Regions from separate parts of the Mus musculus genome. Here region 1 is linked to region 2. A link is a contact called in public promoter capture Hi-C data. All regions are on one chromosome and are shown on one strand. Each heading gives the region's core, a stretch centred on a gene start, on an enhancer-like site or on the middle of the called end of the contact. The rest is flanking DNA. Distances are from core to core; before and after follow the strand shown.

Evidence for each region. Capture Hi-C pulls out chosen DNA fragments and counts their contacts.
Region 1: a contact with region 2 is called in a promoter capture Hi-C map of adipose tissue. The contact joins two enhancer-like sites. A contact is called at or near these places in 2 of 15 datasets of contacts at CTCF or cohesin (CD8 T cells and the NIH/3T3 cell line), 43 of 484 Hi-C or Micro-C datasets (the 3T3-L1 cell line, 3T3-L1-derived adipocytes, the C2C12 cell line and 29 more), 7 of 115 datasets of contacts at active chromatin or transcription factors (CD8 T cells, bone marrow-derived dendritic cells, bone marrow-derived macrophages and 4 more) and 2 of 9 other capture datasets (adipose tissue and liver).

The regions. Positions count from the first base shown.
Region 1 is chr16:44,961,641-44,964,353 of GRCm38.p6, forward strand. The region is part of intron 5 of Cd200r3 (CD200 receptor 3); the gene reads left to right. Among named protein-coding and RNA genes, the nearest start is that of Cd200r3, 19 kb to the left of the region's middle. Within about 2 kb of position 1,356, at least 110 of the 459 cell types and tissues checked have an H3K27ac peak or open chromatin away from gene starts, as enhancers often do. A contact at or near this core is called in adipose tissue and bone marrow-derived macrophages, where this site is marked.
Region 2 is chr16:45,069,616-45,072,330 of GRCm38.p6, forward strand. No RefSeq gene overlaps it. Among named protein-coding and RNA genes, the nearest start is that of Ccdc80, 23 kb to the right of the region's middle. Within about 2 kb of position 1,271, at least 72 of the 459 cell types and tissues checked have an H3K27ac peak or open chromatin away from gene starts, as enhancers often do. A contact at or near this core is called in adipose tissue and bone marrow-derived macrophages, where this site is marked.

The sequences.
Region 1 (2,713 bases), core at 106-2,605, 110 kb before region 2:
CAATCTTAACTACTAATATTGACTCTCAGACCATACTTTATATATCATACAGAAAATATATCTATTTTCTATATATTTATGCATCTATATGTATTTATCTGTTTTTATCATCTAGCTACTTATCATCCATTATCTACCTATATAGGTTACAGAATGTGTTTAAAAGGAATAAAAATCTTCAGCAGGCTTTAAGAAATTACAAAGAAGTCTAGTTGACAAGCACAAACGAAAACAAATAGGGATGTCAGAAGATTCTTCAGGGAGAGGAAGTGTCCAGTAACTAACCATTGAAAGCCTGTTGGAGATGCTGCTGTGGCTGCTGTAGGATCAAGTAGTAGAGACAGACCTCAGATGCCTGAGTGGAGCAATCTAAGCAAGGTGCAGGTACAGACCAGGGAGGCAGTAGAGGCCAGAGGTCAAGAGAGATGAATGGATGAACTGATGACAATTAGAATGAACCACATCAGCACTGAGAAACAAGCCAACATGACACCCCGGGCACAGTCAGAAATTATCTGCTTGTTGGTCCCTTGACTCACACCCAGGGTGGTCAGATGACAGGTTGGTGAGGCTGCTATCATCACAACACATTAGGTGTTCTCCTTATGTGGTCCAGGTGAGGATGTATTAACTCTTCCTCAGTCTGGTCCTTGGGCCTGGCTTTCCTGGTGTTACTTTAATATACTTATATGGTCTCAATTGGCTTTGATAAATGTATTGGGTGGTTCTGCTCTTTCCTTTGGGAATAAGTAGGGTAGTCTGATCACAACACAATAATTACACCCAAAAATCAATATGGTCTCCAATGGGACCATATTGGGAGCAAACCACAGTTGAGAACCACTAGATGGTGCTTCGACTTAATCCTTTTGAACATCTTGAAGCAAACCAAAATCAGCATAGCCTCAGACAAAGTAACCCCGCTTTTCCTTAAATTTCCCCTCCATACAAGCCTATATCTTGTTAACTCTAGCTTTTCTTGGGAGGTGTTTGGAATAGTTACAAAAAGAGGCAGAGCTAAACTTCTGCTTTAAGGAGAAAAAGATCTTCTCAGTTCCTAAATGTGTACTGCTGTTTTCACTTAACTTTAGTAGAAACATTTTGCTCACCAAATAAGCTTCAAGGGGATTGTCATAGGTGAGAGAAGGAAGGTCACTACACTGTCTTCATGGTGAAGCCAAGGTTAGTACTCATTTCTTCCCTGTCAGTGTCAATGGCTTCAGATAAAATTAGCTTTTCTTTTCTCCACTTCCTAGGCCCTCCCACATCATATCTAGAGGCACACATGGTATTCTAATGCTGGCAGGAAGCTTCAGATAAATTAGGTCAACTTCCCTTTTTTCTAAAAGAGGAAACCAAGACTCTCAGATTCGGTGGTCATGGGGTGTCACTAAGAAGTCAGAGGCCCTGCTTTACTTCTCCCCAAGAGAAGGGAGATACTTTCTAAGGCCAAGCCAGACAAGAGGAAGAGTTTGGTCAGCTCTATTTTAGATCACATCTTGCTCATGCGGCCCCAAAGCCCCCACCTCCCTCACCTCTCTTGTCTGACTGGCCAAGTTCAAGTGATAGCTCTTTATCTAATTCATGGAAAAGAAGATGTTAAGATACTTATACTGATTAGATCTTGTGTAGAGCTGGGCAGAGCTGGGCAGAGCTGGGCAGAGCTGGGCAGAGCTGGGCAGAGCTGGACAGAGCTGGGCTTAGGATCTATCCTTTACCAGGCATGAGTCCTTATGAGAGAGAAGCCTGAGAAGACCTGGTATACTGTGAAAAAGACAGAACTAGAGGACATGCATGAGTCCTTGCTAATGAAGAGGAAGACAGTAAAACTGAGTTAAAAGATGCATAAAAATCAGACAGTAGGCAAGGTCGGGGAAGATAGGCATAGCAAGAAGAGGGGATGGGCTGTGAGGGTCAGGGTAGGGTCTTCATCAGGGTGATGGAAGCTGTGTTGTTTACTCACATACAGCTTTTGTTTCTTTTATTGGCTATTTTCTTTATTTACATTTCAAATGCTTTCTCCTTTCCAGGTCTCCCCTTCGGAAATCCCCCATCCCACCCTTGCCCCCGTTCCCCTGCCACTATGAGGGTACTTCCTCACCCACACTCCTGCCTTCCCACCCTGGCATTCCACTACACTGGGGCATCGAACCCCCTCAGGCCCAAGAGCCGCTCCTCCCACTAATGTCCAACAAGGCCATCCTCTGCCACCTATGAGGCCTGAGTCATGGGTCCCTCCATGTGTACTCTTTAGTTGTTGGTCCACTCCCCAAGAGCTCTGGGACTTCTGGCCAGTTGACACTGTTGCCCCCACCATGGGGCTTCAAACCCCCTCAGCTCCTTCAGTCCCTTCTCCAACTCCTCCACCAGGGACCCTGTGCTCAGCTCAATGGTTGGCTTGGAGCATCTGCCTCTGATTTTGTCAGGCTCAGGAAGAGCCTCTCAGGAGACAGCCATATCAGGCTCCTGTCAGCAAGCACTTCCCAGCATCCACAATAGTGTCTAGGTTTGCAACTGTATATGGGAGGGATCCCCAGGCAGAGCAGTCTCTGGATGGCCTTTCCTTTAGTCTCTGCTCCACACTTTATCTCCATATTTCCTCCTGTGAGTAGTTTGTTCCCACTTCTAAGAAATACTGAAGCATCCATCCACACTTTGGTCTTCTTCCTTCTTGAGATTCATATGGTCTGTGAATTGAATCTGAGGTATTCTG
Region 2 (2,715 bases), core at 21-2,520:
GAAGAGGTCAAGAGTGGCTCAGTTCAAAGTGTGCTCAAGGGAGACTCTAAAGCAGCAGACACCTTTGACCTGGGTCTGGATAATCAGGGCCCCAGTGGAATTGAAATCTGCAAAGAGAAAAGGTGATGGGAACATTAAAGGAGCACACGGAGCCATTGTCCACCTCACAGCACTCTGGCATGCATAGAGTGAAACCACGGATATCAGAGGACAAACAGCAATGGCAGGTAGTGTACCTAGGCTATGCTGCACGAGGCTCTGATAGCAGCAGCTGGCTCTCAAAGTTTAGGGACAAACTCCAGAGGAGCTTGAGTGCTGGGTTACAGAGTGTGAGCTGTTTCCAGTAGCTGAGAGCTATAATGGAGACTGAGCACAATAGCCCAACTGACATGGTGGGTTAGGAAGAGAACCCTACACCTGGGTGCTGGAGGGGCTGCTATGGCTCCCATGGTAACCCTGATGAAGAGTTTTCAGACAGGGCTGTACCTTGGTCCTCCTGTGAGCCAGGGTCAGAACCTCCCACCGTTGCAGTGGTCTAGGAAACATGGAGAACTTTTGAATTCAAGAGCACTGAGGCATGGAACAAACAAACTCCCTCTTCCAAATACTACGGAACTCATAAGATGGACGCAAATAACTCAATTCCTTGGTGAAAATCAGTGAGTCTTCACAGCCTCAGCACAGTTTGCTTTATCTGTAGTTTCAGATCAGAAAAATAGAGAAGAGAGAAAAAACAGTTTGTCTAAACACTAATCTGCTATGACTCAAAACCCCAATGAGTGCAAGCCAGACTCTACTTTCCACCCACTCAGGGCTGGGCCTTTCACATTTGGTAACAGCTGACCAGAGCATCTTCATGTAATATTGGCACTCTCGAAACTCCCAAGGGCTGGACTGAAAAAGCTGATCCAGACCCTGTCCTCATCCAGAACCAGAAAAGCTGTGGGGAGATGAGTGGCAGCTGGTGAGCCAATGGGCGAGTAGCTGATGGAGTGGAAGCTTCAGCTATGACTCACGGAGATGCAGAACAAGGCCAAGTTGCCCTGCCCAGCTGTTCTAGAGCTTCAAAACTAAATAGAGGAAAACCAGATGTTCACTTTTTTCAAAAATGAAATACCGACTACAAATGCAAAATGTAATTTTACTACCCAAATGCATACCACAGAGTACTTGCAGAATCAGAACAGACTTTTGCTAGCCTTCACGGGGTGTCTAGGGGACAAATATAGAGAAAGGACTGCATATTTCTCATCTCCTTTAGACTTCGTGCTACACTCCAGGGAGTATGAGACACTGTCTCGGTATGCCCACAGGGCAGCAATTAGCTTGTGTTTCATCTATTTAGAGTTGGGAGCAAACATAGGAACAACCTGCCTATTCCCAAGGCAAAGGATACTGGTTAAACAAGAGCAAGATAGGTAGTTAAGGACTTCGCCCTATGACCTCAAAGAAAGGTTATCCCATCAAAAAAATCAAAACCAAAACCAAATGAAAAACTCATCTGGCACGAATTTGCCAACATAGAGAAAAGCACCAGGAAACCAATCAGATACATAAGCTTTAGAAACATACCAAGCATGGGGTTTAAAATTGTTTCCATTAAAGTAAGCAGCTGGCTTTTGGGGCTCCCTTTCAGGTATGAATGTTATAATGGAGGCTGCCAGAGGCTAAGCCCTCTCTCCCAATGATGAATAAGTGACTAAGGAGCATGTACCTCCAGGCCAAGATCTGAGTTCATGAATTCTATAAATGATAAAGAAGATGCTAGAAAGGTCCAGGGGTGCAACGGACCACCCCAGCCAGGTATGGGGGTTCCTGGGATGTGGGTTCTTGAGGTCAGGTGGGTAAGGATTGGGTGGTGACAAACAGAAACAAACACAGAGGCAGAATACATACCACGAATGCATACCACACCCCATACTAGCCTTCACAGAGTGTCTGGGGTACAAATATAGAGAAAAGGCTGCATATTTCTCATCTCCTTTAGACTTCGTGCTACATTCCAGGGATTATGAGACACTGTCTTGGTATGCCCAGAGGGCAGCAATTAGCTTGTGTTTCATCTGTTTAGAGTCAGGAGCAAACATAGGAACAACCTGCCTCTTCCCAAGGCAAAGGAACCTGAGTGTGTTTTGCAGCTCTCAAGCAAGGGTTTTATACATAAGAGAAACAGGTGCTACAGCTCTGAAGAGCTGTGTTCAGTGAAGCAGCGAAATAGAACAGAAATAACAATAATCATTTGGTACATCAAAATACAAAATCATCCAAGTCTTACAACTTCAAAAAAAAGGTGTTTTCAGTAAAACATCTAGGTAGAATGAATATTGTTATGATCATTTGGTACATCAAAATACAAAAATTATCTAAGGCTAGTGGCAAATTCCCAAGAACAAGCTAATGAATGTGTGTGATCAGTTACTGTTTGACATCAGCTCCTGTTTCTCTGTAAATCTTCAAAACATAAACTTATACTGTTTTAATTCTTTTTATTTAAGGTTTTCTTAAACAATATACCAAAACCTACTTCCGATGACACACGTGCAGCCATATAAAATATTATTGTTGGGAAAGTTTTTATCAATACTATCTGATACATGATTTATATTGTTTTCCCAGAGATGGGGTCATGTTTCGTGACTCCATTTCAAGGGATGGTTTTGTAGCCACGATACTCACTTAAGATCTTAGCCTAGGCTATCAGGAACATCTTGTATA